3 separate regions of the Zea mays genome follow, and regions 1 and 2 are each linked to region 3. Evidence: chromatin contacts called from public Hi-C and HiChIP or PLAC-seq data. All regions are on one chromosome and are shown on one strand. The core of a region is the stretch at or near the end of the contact, and the rest is flanking DNA. Distances in the headings are between cores, read along the strand shown.

Region 1 (3,939 bases), core at 1,043-3,542, 170 kb before region 3:
TCAATTCTGCAGAGCGAGCGTGCAGGACCCACCTTTAATGGCGCAGTCCCGACCGCACGACTTTACCGTTACTGGCCCACTGGCCACTGCGCCTTGACTCCTGCTGCCATCTTTATCGGCAGTCCCAGCCAGGGCAGGCTCCACAGAGGCCGTAGAGTTGTCCCCACCTGACAGTCACATGGGCTGCAGCCACGTCACCACAATGGGGCTCCGCACGTCGTGCCCGCCACCGTCCGACCAGACGAGGAACCCGTACACCGGCGCCGCTGCGTCCTGAGCAGACGGCGCAGTCACCGTCACCGCGAAGCTCTGCTTCTTGGCGCCAGGGGAGAAGACGAGCTGCTGCGGCTTCACGGATACGGTCACGCCGCCGCTAGACGCCATCTGCACGCGCGCAGTGTACGTTGCCGAAGCTTGGGCGCCGACGTTGGTGACCGTGCGGGTCACCGTCCTGGACTGGTTGCCGCCGCGGAGCACCACGGAGATGGACGGGTAGTTGAGGTCGGAGCCCGAGGGGCTGCCGCTGGCCTTGGCCCCGCTCGCCGTCGCGGGGCACGCCACGGGCTTGTGCGTGACCACCTCGATCGCGTTCGGCTCGTACCCGATGCTGCACATGAACGCGACGTAGTCGTCCTCCCCGGCGTCGTAGACCAGGCCGGGGTCCAGGGCCTTGCCCAGGGTGATGTGGCCGGCGCCGTAGTCGAACGGCGTCGCGCCGCGCCCGGGCTCTGCCTCGTCGCCCACGGGCCCGCCGCGGTTGTCCGTCACGATGGCCGTAGTCATCAGCGCGGACCGTATCGCCGCCGGCGACCACCCGGGGTGCGCGGACCGGAGCAGCGCGGCGGCGCCGCTGGCGTGCGGGCACGCCATGGACGTCCCGGACAGGATGTTGAACTCCGTGCGGCGGGTATCGCCCTCCAGGCCGGTCGGACCCGTGGCGCCCGTCCACGCGGCGAGGATGTTGACGCCCGGTGCGATGAAGTCCGGCTTGAGAATCTCCGGGACGAGCCCGTTGGGTCCACGCGCCGAGAAGGAGGCCACCACGGGTGCCGGCTTGACGCCGACGACCGTGCCCCCGAAGCTGATTGTCGCCATCGGGCTGGAGGCGTTCGCGGCATACGCTTTGACCGCGTCGCCCTCCTTCTCGCCCACCGCGCAAGCAGGGAGGACGTGGGCGTCTCCAACCAGTCCCTCGCCGTTGGCCTCCCCGTTAGTAAGGACCATCGCCGCGCCACCAGCTTCCTTGACGACCATTCCCTTGGCCACGCGCGGGCTGCTGCCGCGGTCGCAGACGACGATCTTGCCTTTCACCAGTGAAGGGTCGATGGAGTTCTCCATGCACAGCGAAGCGGAGAGCCCGCCAGTCCTCCCGGGGTAGTACAGAGGCAGCGATGAGTTGGTAAGAGGCTTGCCGGAGTACAGCGACACGCCGGACAAGCGTCGGCCGTCGCCCAGCACGATTTCAGCCGGGAAATTACGGTCGATGGTGCCGGCGCCAACGGTGGCAAGCCACGGGGCGAGGTTGGTCACCGACATGGAGGCCGGCCCTTCGTTTCCAGCGGAGGTGGCCACGAACACCCCCCGGGAGACGGCTCCGTACGCGCCGATCGCGATCGGGTCGAGGTAGAACGGAGCCGTGACGCCGCTGCCGCCGCCGATCGAGACGGAGATGACGTCGACGCCGTCAGCGACGGCGCGGTCGAAGCCCGCGAGGATGTCGGAGTCCATGCAGCCGGCGCCCTTCCAGCAGACCTTGTACGCGGCCACCCTGGCCTTGGGCGCGACGCCCTTGGCGACCCCGGGCGCGTAGCCCTCCATGCTGGCGCCGTACGCGACGCTGCCCGCGGCGGTGGTGGCCGTGTGCGTGCCGTGGCCGTCCGCGTCGCGGGGCGACATGAACTCGACGGAGCCGTTGGACGCGGCGGCCGAGGCGCCGAAGCGCGCGGCGTGGCCCTGCGAGAAGAAGCGCGCGCCGACGAGCTTCCTGTTGCAGGACGAGGCCGGGAAGCCGGGGCCGGCGTCGCAGCCGCCGCGCCAGCGCGCGGGGACGGGCGGCAGGTTCCTGTCGGACAGGCTGCGGCGCTCGGGCCAGACGCCGGTGTCGAGCACCCCGACGATGACGTCGGAGCCGTAGTCCGCGAGGGACCAGAGGCCGAGGCGCGCGCGGAGGCCCATGAACTGCGGCGACCGGGTGGTGTGAAGCGGGCGGGCGCGGTCCTCGAACGCGGCGAGCACGGCCGGGTGGCGCCGCAGCTCCTCGGCGCGGGACGCCGGCACGGACGCGGAGAAGCCGTGGAAGACGGTGCCGTAGACGTGGAGCGGCCGCAGCGGGGTTGCCCCCGGTGCCGCCGAGGCGAACGCGGCGGAGGCGTACCAGTGCGCGTGGGTGGGGAACACGGACGGCTTGGCGCTGTGGTCCACGCGGAAGATGTACGTCTTCCGCGCCTCCTCCTCCTCCTCGGCGCCGCCATCTGCTCGCAGTAGCGCCGGCGCCATCAACGCCACCAGCGCGAGGCCGAGGAGGAGGACGGGGAACGGGTAGCGAGGAGGACTCGCCATTGGTGGGTGAGCAAGCGAGCGAGCGAGACAGTGTGTGAGTGAGTGGGAGTGGGAGAGTGATGGCACCGTGTGCCGATGCCGAGGACGAGCGGTGGAGGCGGCAGCAGTGCGCGGGGAGTTATTAATTGCGGGGTAGTGGGGGTGTTGGGGCAGCAGCAGTTTTGGCCTTTTTGCGCCGCGCTGGCCGTTCGACGTGGGCTTGGGTTTTCGTACGTACAACGACAGCGGCGGTAGTAAAGTCTTTCGCCCCGCTGCCAGTACCAACGTCCCCGATAAATGGCCGCCGTGGGTTTTCAGTCAGATGGGCGTCAGGGTGGGGAAAAGGTCTGGGAATGGTCGTGGGGCGCTGGTAGCTGCCGCCGTGTGCTTTCCGTGCGGATCAGCCACGTCTGCGGTTGTGATTGTGAGCAGGGGAGAGTGGGAGCGACGCGACCAGCACCAGCTAGCGAGACCGTGGGTGGGCGTCGCCATCTCTTCAAAAATGAGCGGTGCGACGTGGCAGTACCGCAGGGCGCGGGTTCTCTCTCGTGTTAGCTGTGTTGATCTGATCGTTCTCGAACATCTGGGCCAGTTTCTATATCGGCACAAGAGGATACAGCTGCTAGCTGCATGAATATATGCTGGAGGTCGCGAGGACCTGTCACTTTGCTCGTTTGTGATGATACTGCTGCTAAGCTCCCTCGGGGTCGTATCGTAGCCTCGTAGGGTCCCAGGCGATGGCGATACCCATGTGTGGCTTTGCCTTTGCGACAACACGAGCGGGGACCTCCGGACCTGAACTGAGCTGGCCGCAAACGACGAAGGATAAACGTGGATTAGGCATATGTGCTGCATTAACGTGGGCATCGGTCCTAAACCCGATCAGGGAGCGGAGACGGGAGCGTGCTTTGGCGGTAAAGCGAGCTTTGGGGCTCTAGCCACGCTCATTTTTCCCAGTGGCTATGGCATCTATCGAAAAGGCGTTACTGAATGATGAGGTCCCTGCCCACCGAAGTGGTGACCGCTTCATTGACTCCGTTTCTTTGTTCCCTGCCGGTCACGAGGCGCCCCAATTGTGGCGCAAAATCGGTGACTTTTTGGTTGGAACGGGCAGGGGCCGGCCGACGGGGCCCTCCCTCGATGTCACTTGGTCAGGGTTTACAAAAACTGGTACAAAAACCTAGTTTTCGGTACAGTTTCTCGTTCCCGGTTCGGTTTCCAACCAGTATTTTAAAATTTTCTACAAAATTTAAAAATTTCAAAATATAAACAGAATCAAGGGAAAAATATGATGAAAAAACTCGGAGTAAAGAGTAAGCCTAGTCCAGACGCGCCATTCGGTTCAGTCAGACCAGTTCCGGACGTCTATAAAAACACCCCAGACCTCTAGGAATTAGGGTT
Region 2 (4,014 bases), core at 628-3,127, 250 kb before region 3:
GCCGATTCTTTAGACCAAAAAATTGCGGCACTTTGCGATTATGTGTCCAAGTGCTACTGCTACCACCTACATAATTAAATCATTATTGTGTGTTGCGAAACTTGGATAGGAAAAATGGTCACAAGTAGTTGTTTGAAGGAGATTATTGAATCCAAGTACTTGTACTCCACCACCCCCAACATTGCCAAATAGGATATGTACTCAAGGAAATCAATGCTGATTTCATGACGCACATGTAATGCATACATGCGGATTAAATCCAACAAGAATACAATGTTTCAAATATATAATATATATGTAAAGTCACACGCACTTGCATACATTACATCGTATATATGCAGTGATCTTGATACAAGGTAATTCAAAAAACCCATCACCCAATCAAGAAAAAGCAGTACTAGTGGAGTACGGCAGTAGACACTAACGTAAAACCCTAGATATCTACCACACCGACGTCTCGCACAAACTAACCTTAGCTGACATCGTCGTCTTCCTCTCGCTTTTGCACCGCCAGAGGTAGCATCCATCCAACGCCAACATCACAGTCACGCTGCGGACAACTCGACCGACCAGAGCTCAAGCATCACATCTTTTCTTGCAATATTTTTCTACGCATTTAATTTTCCCAACCAAAAAAATAATATTGGCGGGGAAATATTATGGAATACCAAGCACGACAGACTGGCAGATGGGCCTTCTCCCTGCTGTCCTACAGACGGAGGAGGCCGCGGATGCCATCGGCGGTGGCGGCCTCCACGTTGCAGGACGGCGCGGCCGGCATCACCACTCTGGTGTCCTTGGTAGGGGAGGACGCTTTCACGACGAGGGAGAAGCTGGGCAGCGGCAGGCTGCTTGGCGGCGGCGCCAGCACGTGCAGCAGGTCCTGAACGAAGTCCCTGGCCACCTCCTGCTCGAGGTCGTCCAGTGCCTCCGTCACCACTGGCGCGGGCGGCAGAGGCGTCGCGCGCTCCAGCGGCTTCTTCTTCTGCGCTGCGGACCTCTCCATCGTCGGCGGAGGCGGCCTTGCCGGCCTCCTCCTCCTGTCCCTCTGGCGCGGCGGCGCAGGGGCTGCAGGCGGCACTGCTGCCGAAACTGATACTGTGGTGCTTCCCGCTGCTGCCCTGCCGGCGCGTGGCGCCGACGCCGGCGGGGGCGGAGCTGCTGGTAGGGCGGGGAAAGTGGCGTACTTTGCAGCGGTCGGTGGGAGCGGCAGGAGCGGCGGTTGGTGGGACGGCAGGAGAGGAAGAGACGGCGACGAGTATATCACCGGAGGCCTCGCGTATGGAAGCGCGGGAGCGGAGGCCCATGCGCCACCTTTGTGCAGGTGGTTGTGTGATTGCCACGTCGTGAACGAGCTGTACGAGCCGAACGGCGGCACCGCCGTCCTCGCGCCAGCTGGCCCCCGCCGGCCGCGACCAATTAGGGATCGCTTCGGGAACTCAAGGCTTCTAGATGATCGATCCAGGAGAACGTTTTCCATCTTGCTTTTGTCGATCTATAGAACAAAAGCTTCTTGATTAGGTAGTATTTGCGCTGTTTTGCTCAAGAAAGACAGGTTTTCGATATTGATTGCTGAATGGAAAAGGAAGCGCTCCCTAAAAAGAATTCAGGTGGTTAGGAGCTGAGAGAACTCGTATTAGTTTGAGAGGAAATCTGCAACAGGAGAGCTAGCAAAATCCTTGGGGAAGAAAAAACAGCAAGGATACTAGGATGGATCGAAGGCGTGTTTAGATCGAAGAAGAAAGAAAAGAACGAAGAGAACCAAAGAGGAAGAAGCTATATCTATTTTTGAGGAGATGTTATCTTCCTCCTGCTGCTATCTACTCCAGTATAGAGAGCGAGGGAATGGCCTCTGCACAAAGCCCACCCTCCACCTCCGATCCGGGCTACAGCTCTGTGGCATGCCATGCTCCTCTTTATAGCGAGAGGGAACAAGGTCGAGAGAGAGAAAGGTGGATCGTGGGTTAGGTGTCACACCGTCTAACGTTTTGGGGAATTGGGAGGTGATTCAACAATTGACCACAAACTGCTGCGCCCTCGTTTCCTCCTTTGCTACCTAATGGCAGATTTACACGTGTCAACTATATCCTGGGATAAATAAAAAAATACTTTTGGTGATGCCCCTTGAGAGAATGGTATTTTGTTCTTGGCCAGTTGTGAGCATTATTGCTCTCAAGAACACTAGCTACCAGCCTACTACCGGTCAAGGGAAAAGATAATCAAGGATAATAATGTTTCTCTCTCTTTTTCGAGGAAGCAAGTACTCTCAAAATAAAAGCAATTAAGGCTATTCATAATGGAGGTTTCATAGGGTGTTTCATGTATTAATTAGCCTGCCACATCAGCTATTTGGATGACATGTCACATCATTTAAGAAAGAAGAGTTTCATGGGGATGAAATCATGTTAACTCGTTTCCAATGTCTTGGAAACTGTGTGAAACCTCCACTGAGAGTGTTTTGTTTCATCTTCATATAATTGAGTAAATCATATTGGTTATTTATATGCAGCATTTAAGAAGTATGTTGACATATGAAATAGTGAGATGAAACTCTCTATCGAGAGAGGGTATTTCATTCAATTATAGATCTGATGTGGCATTTTTGGAAACAGAGACATGAAATCCTCATTGTGAGTAGCCTAAGTAATGTTTCATGTTGTCTTTAAGCCAACAATTCTAAGTTTTGGTTACACTTTCTTTTTTTGCTTAATTAAGTTCGGATGCTTGAAAAATCATATGAGTATATTGGGCTTCAAATGCATTTTTAGTGGTATAGTTTTTCCCATTTTATTCAAATATTACAAAAAATACTAGTCAAAATAAAATATTTCATGCATAACCTTTACACTCTCCTAATTGCAGGTGCTCGTTTTTTTTTGTTTTTGTTCAGACAACTTGTCGTTGTTTGACTATATAAAAAAGATTAGAACTTGTCTCTTGCGAGTTGTTCCTTTAATTATACTAATTGATTGTTTAATGTAATAGTATGAAAGATCAGACACTTGAAATTTAACCGATGTTTTTTTTTGAAAAATGCATTACTTTTTTGTAAGTTGCTTTAGCTCTAGTAATTGAAACCATTTGATTTGTAAGCAACCATATATCTTAATGATTTGAGCTTTTTTCTGATCGCAAATCAGGTATGTTATAGGAAGCAGAATTGGTGAGATGGTCAATGTGTATGCCCTGAGCCTTATTTTTCTTGCTTACTTCATATATATATATATAAACCCTAAAAGACTACGATTTTAGTATAATAACTTGTCAGAAAAATGTTCAAGTTCAACCAGATTCATAAAAATAAGGTATTGAGGTTTATGATATTAAATACTATGTGCCATCAGAATTATTTAAAAAATGTGTTCATAACATATGTATCATTCAAGTTGTTTCGCTACCGATTTTGATAAAGCTACGGTTACAAATCTGAGTTGTTGCTACATCGCTTGTTCAGCTAGCTGGCAGCCGCAGCTCTTCCACAACTGTAATCCATAGAGAGTCGCAACCGGATTAAAGGCATATTTAGTTTGTGGCTAAATGTGTCACACTTTACCTAAGGTTAGTCGTCCGAATTGAATAACTAAACTTAGACAGAAAAGTTAGGCAAAGTGTGACAACTGAGGTAACCAACCAAACATGCCCTAAAACCGCAGCAAACCACGCCGAGCTCCTCTAGTCGAATGCCAAAGCACGTCAAGGCGGTCCAGGAATTGTTCCCCAACACGCCGACTCGAGCAAACGAGCGCATGACAAGGGGTGGTTTTCGGATTTGAAAACAAAACTTCCTACGTTCTTAATAAAATAGTGAACGACAAAAATTAGCAATAATTAATAATGAGGGGGGTTGCAAAACAAAAATTGCCGACAAGCACCGCTCAAAGTTACGGACTACAGGGCTAGTGGAGGGGGGGGGGGGGCTTTGATGTTTCACAAAACCTGCAGCATTTCTGTTGAATGACACTATGACAGTAGGCCACGAACAGCAGACGCAGATGCCGGTCCCACGGTGCAGTG
Region 3 (3,586 bases), core at 243-2,742:
CCGGGAAGAAATGCGCGAGGTTACCATCTAATGGGCTAATGCTAGGTGTGTGGCTGCTACGCGCCATAGTTGACCATGTCCTAACCTAAATTAGGCTCGATACTGCAGCTTAGGTATCTTGTAAGGAAAATGGACCCCGGGCCTTTTGGCTAATTGAGTTTTGGTGTTTGATGAACAACACAATCCGTGAACTAATAAGGCTTCTAGTGTTTGTGTTTGTAGTTCACAGGATGCGAAGAGGATTGGACCAAGGCAATAAGGATGCAACACCTCAAATGAAGACATAAAAAGATGCATAGAAGTCCAAGACTCAAGAACAAAAGAAGCCCATAGAAATCAGCAAAGAAACCTGAGAAGAGGGCTGTCAGCCAGCGCCTGGTGGCGCACCGGACAGTGCACAGTACCTGTCCGGTGTGCACCGGACTGTCCGGTGGGACAACCGGATGGTCTGCGCAGAGAGGCCGCAGGCAGGCGCTCTCGGGCTGTAGCACCGGACTGTCCGGTGTGCACCGGACTGTCCGGTGTGCCAACGGGCAGACGGCAACGGTCGAATCCAACGGTCGAATCCAACGGTCGGATCCAACGGTCGACTGCTACAGACGCCAACGGTCGGCTGACATAGGCGCACCGGACATCTACTGTTCAGTGTCCGGTGGTGCACCGGACTGTCCGGTGCACCCGACGACAGAAAGCTGCTGCTTTCTGTCCAACGGCTAGTTGAGGGTGTGGAGGCTATAAATAACACCCCAACCGGCCATTCTCAAGTGTGAGAGCCCAAGCAACATTCCAATACACATAGTGCATATTTCCAAGTGCTCAAACACCCAAGTGCTTAATAGAATCACTCGGTGATTAGCGTAGGTGCTTTGCGAAGTGCTTAGGTTAGTTAGACCGCTTTAGCGCTTGCTCTAGGTGAATCCTAGTTAGTTGAGTGAGTTTAGATAAACCTCACAACCCCTCGGCTCTTGCGCGAGCCGTTGTAATTGTACCGAGTGGGGCGAGAGTCTTGCGAGACCGTGACAACCGTGTTTGTGTCACGGCCGCCACCGTGTACCGGAGGGAACGAGGCCCGCGGCGTTTCGGCCGGAAGCTCGATAGTGGAGACGGCGGGGAGCGTCCGAGAGGAGCCGGAAGCGGAGCACCACTTGCGCGTGGAGAAGGCCCGCGGCTCTCTACGGAGTTACTCGACCGAGGTGCTTGGCCCTCGCGTGGGCTTCCCTTTGCGTAGGGGCACCAACGAGGATTAGTCGGGACCTTGCGCGGTTCCGGATACCTCGGTAAAAATACCGGCGTCATCCACGAGAGTTTGCTTCTCTACTTAGCTCTTTACATTCCGCATTTATATTAAGCATTTAAGTTTCAATCTTGTTGTCATACTTATTTAGTGTAGATTGAAACTTAGCCTTTGCGGTAGAGATAGCAACACTTAGACAAAACCTAGTTTGCACATTCTAGTTTTGATTCTTGCATAGGTTTTGCTCTAGGGATTTAATTGTGGCCAAGTTTAGTAAAAGTTTTAGAAGTCCTAATTCACCCCCCCCCCCTCTTAGGCGTCACCCGTTTCCTTCATATCTTCAAGTCTTTTTAAAACTAATTTGCTAAACTATTATTTAGATTAATTCAAATAAAAAATGTCGATATCTTTCTACTCTTTGAGTAGCTTTTCTACATCTTCGTTGTTAACATCATTGTCCATCTTTTGCTAGCGAAAAAACCAAAATAGAGTAAGGTTATATTTAGATTTCTAATTAGATAAGTTGATAGAGGATTTTTTTCAACTAAAATCTATGTTTCTAACAATTATAAAGGATATAAGAATCATGTGTTTGCAATTTTCTCTCTATTTTCTGCCCTCCTAAAAGTATACATTGTTCTTTCATTGTATGATTTGGATATTGCGAGAGAAAGATAGTTATGTTGAAGGATGTCATCATGGTATAAGCCTTTTATCAATTTGTAAAATGCTATTATTATATTTATGTAGGTCATATTGCTTTGATGCATGAAAAACTTAGAAAGTTTTGTTTTATTTTCTTTCCAAAATAGTTATTTACATGTGAATAAGTGAACATAATAGTCACTTACGTTCAATTTGCATATGAACATTACCTTATGCCCCGAGAGGCATTATATGTTTTTTACACAACCTATAATTTATAGCTACTCTAAGGGCATGTATAATGAAGATACACTGGAATGGTTTTCCAAGTGTAACAAACAACTAATAGACTCTACCATATAATGAAGTTTCTATAAGTGCAGTCTTAATTGAGTGTGTATCCATATACATGTTGTCTTTCAAAATTATACCACTTACATTAAATATATCATATGATATATCATATTGAAGGTAATTTTTTGACTATATCACAGTTGAGCTTGAAATTGGTGATCCTATCAATAAAATATATGTTCAATTAAATCATACTTAAGCGCGATATGCTTTGAGTTATCCCATATTTTGGTGGTCGAGCTCAACGTTGTAAAGGCAGACCGACGGTCGTTGGTGTTCCCTTCTTCATGGTTGCTGTCGTTTAGTAGAGCCAAAAGGAAGTGAGATTTCAAGGAGCATTTTATGGTGAATAGGAGGGAGGAACACGCACCGATTGATTTCATGCCATGAAGCACACCACCAGACAAGCAATCGACAAGGCGATGTGTGCAATGGGGCAAGCTTTCATTCCAACTAGGGGAATAATCCAAAGACGTCTCTCCAATAGGAGGAGGTGCGATTCAAGCTAGGGGAAGAGGCCAGAGACGTCTCTTCGTGAAGCAGTGGCTGCAAAGTAATTTTCTATTTACTCTCAGTGCTTCCTCTATAGACGTCGTAATGAATGGCGTTGTACAGGCCCTAATCAAATAGCTTTCAGTTTCTCTCATAACTTTAATCTCACAAAAGTCCTTTTAAAAGCTATGACTCAACTAAACATGCTCTTAGAGCATCTCCGGCTGAAAGGGAAGTGTGCCTTTGGGGCATTTCTGAGTTATTTTGGTGATTAACTGCCCAAGACACCACTTTGATCTCACCATCTTGGTATGAGCATGAGCATGAGCACAAGTTATATTAAAGCAAATTGAAGATGCAAAGTCCAAATGAGTGGATTAAAAGACCAAAACGTGCAACTGTGGGCCAAACCACAAAACATGAGGTTTAAGTGTTCAGATAAGTTGCACTTACTTTATGTTATGTTTCTTGCGATGTTATTTGGCTATTAACTTCTTTGTGCAAGTAAAGTGGCATTTGGACTTAGTTTGAGTATATTTATAGGAATCATCACAAAGAGAGCCAAAAAGAAGTAAAGTAGTTTGGATCAAAAGAGCCAAAGTTGGGTCAGACTCGGCATCACCGGACAGTCCGGTGTGCACCGCATATGTTCGGTGCTGGCCTGGTCGGCTGACCCCAACTAGCCGCTCTTGGGTTTTTCTTGGGCGCACTGGATATAATTCACTGGATAGTCTGGTGTGCACCGGACATGTCCGGTAGGCTACGCGGCCAACGGCTCTTCGCTCGCATCAATGGTCGGCCGCGTGATCGACGCCAGCCACGTCAGCACGCCAGCGGTCAGGAGGGTCACGTACATGTTTG

Evidence for each region. Hi-C and Micro-C count contacts between places; a contact is called where the count stands out from the background. HiChIP or PLAC-seq counts read pairs in DNA pulled down with a chosen protein or histone mark.
Region 1: a contact with region 3 is called in an H3K4me3 HiChIP or PLAC-seq map of leaf, with 4 times the contacts expected there. The contact joins the promoter of LOC100382040 here to the promoter of LOC100304319 in region 3. A contact is called at or near these places in 2 of 25 Hi-C or Micro-C datasets (ear and leaf) and 1 of 3 datasets of contacts at active chromatin or transcription factors (leaf).
Region 2: a Hi-C map of endosperm shows a contact between it and region 3, with 2.9 times the contacts expected there. The contact joins the promoter of LOC100275469 here to the promoter of LOC100304319 in region 3. A contact is called at or near these places in 7 of 25 Hi-C or Micro-C datasets (bundle sheath, ear, endosperm and 2 more).

The regions. Positions count from the first base shown.
Region 1 is chr1:32,807,963-32,811,901 of Zm-B73-REFERENCE-NAM-5.0, forward strand. LOC100382040 reads right to left here and starts at 2,293. Exons shown (of 1, transcript NM_001174805.2): 1 at 1-2,293. The coding sequence starts at 2,175. The coding sequence ends at 175.
Region 2 is chr1:32,727,636-32,731,649 of Zm-B73-REFERENCE-NAM-5.0, forward strand. LOC100275469 reads right to left here and starts at 1,878. Exons shown (of 1, transcript NM_001149534.2): 1 at 276-1,878. The coding sequence starts at 1,480. The coding sequence ends at 710.
Region 3 is chr1:32,973,927-32,977,512 of Zm-B73-REFERENCE-NAM-5.0, forward strand. It overlaps LOC100304319, which reads left to right and starts at 1,493. Exons shown (of 3, transcript XM_035963204.1): 1 at 1,493-2,786.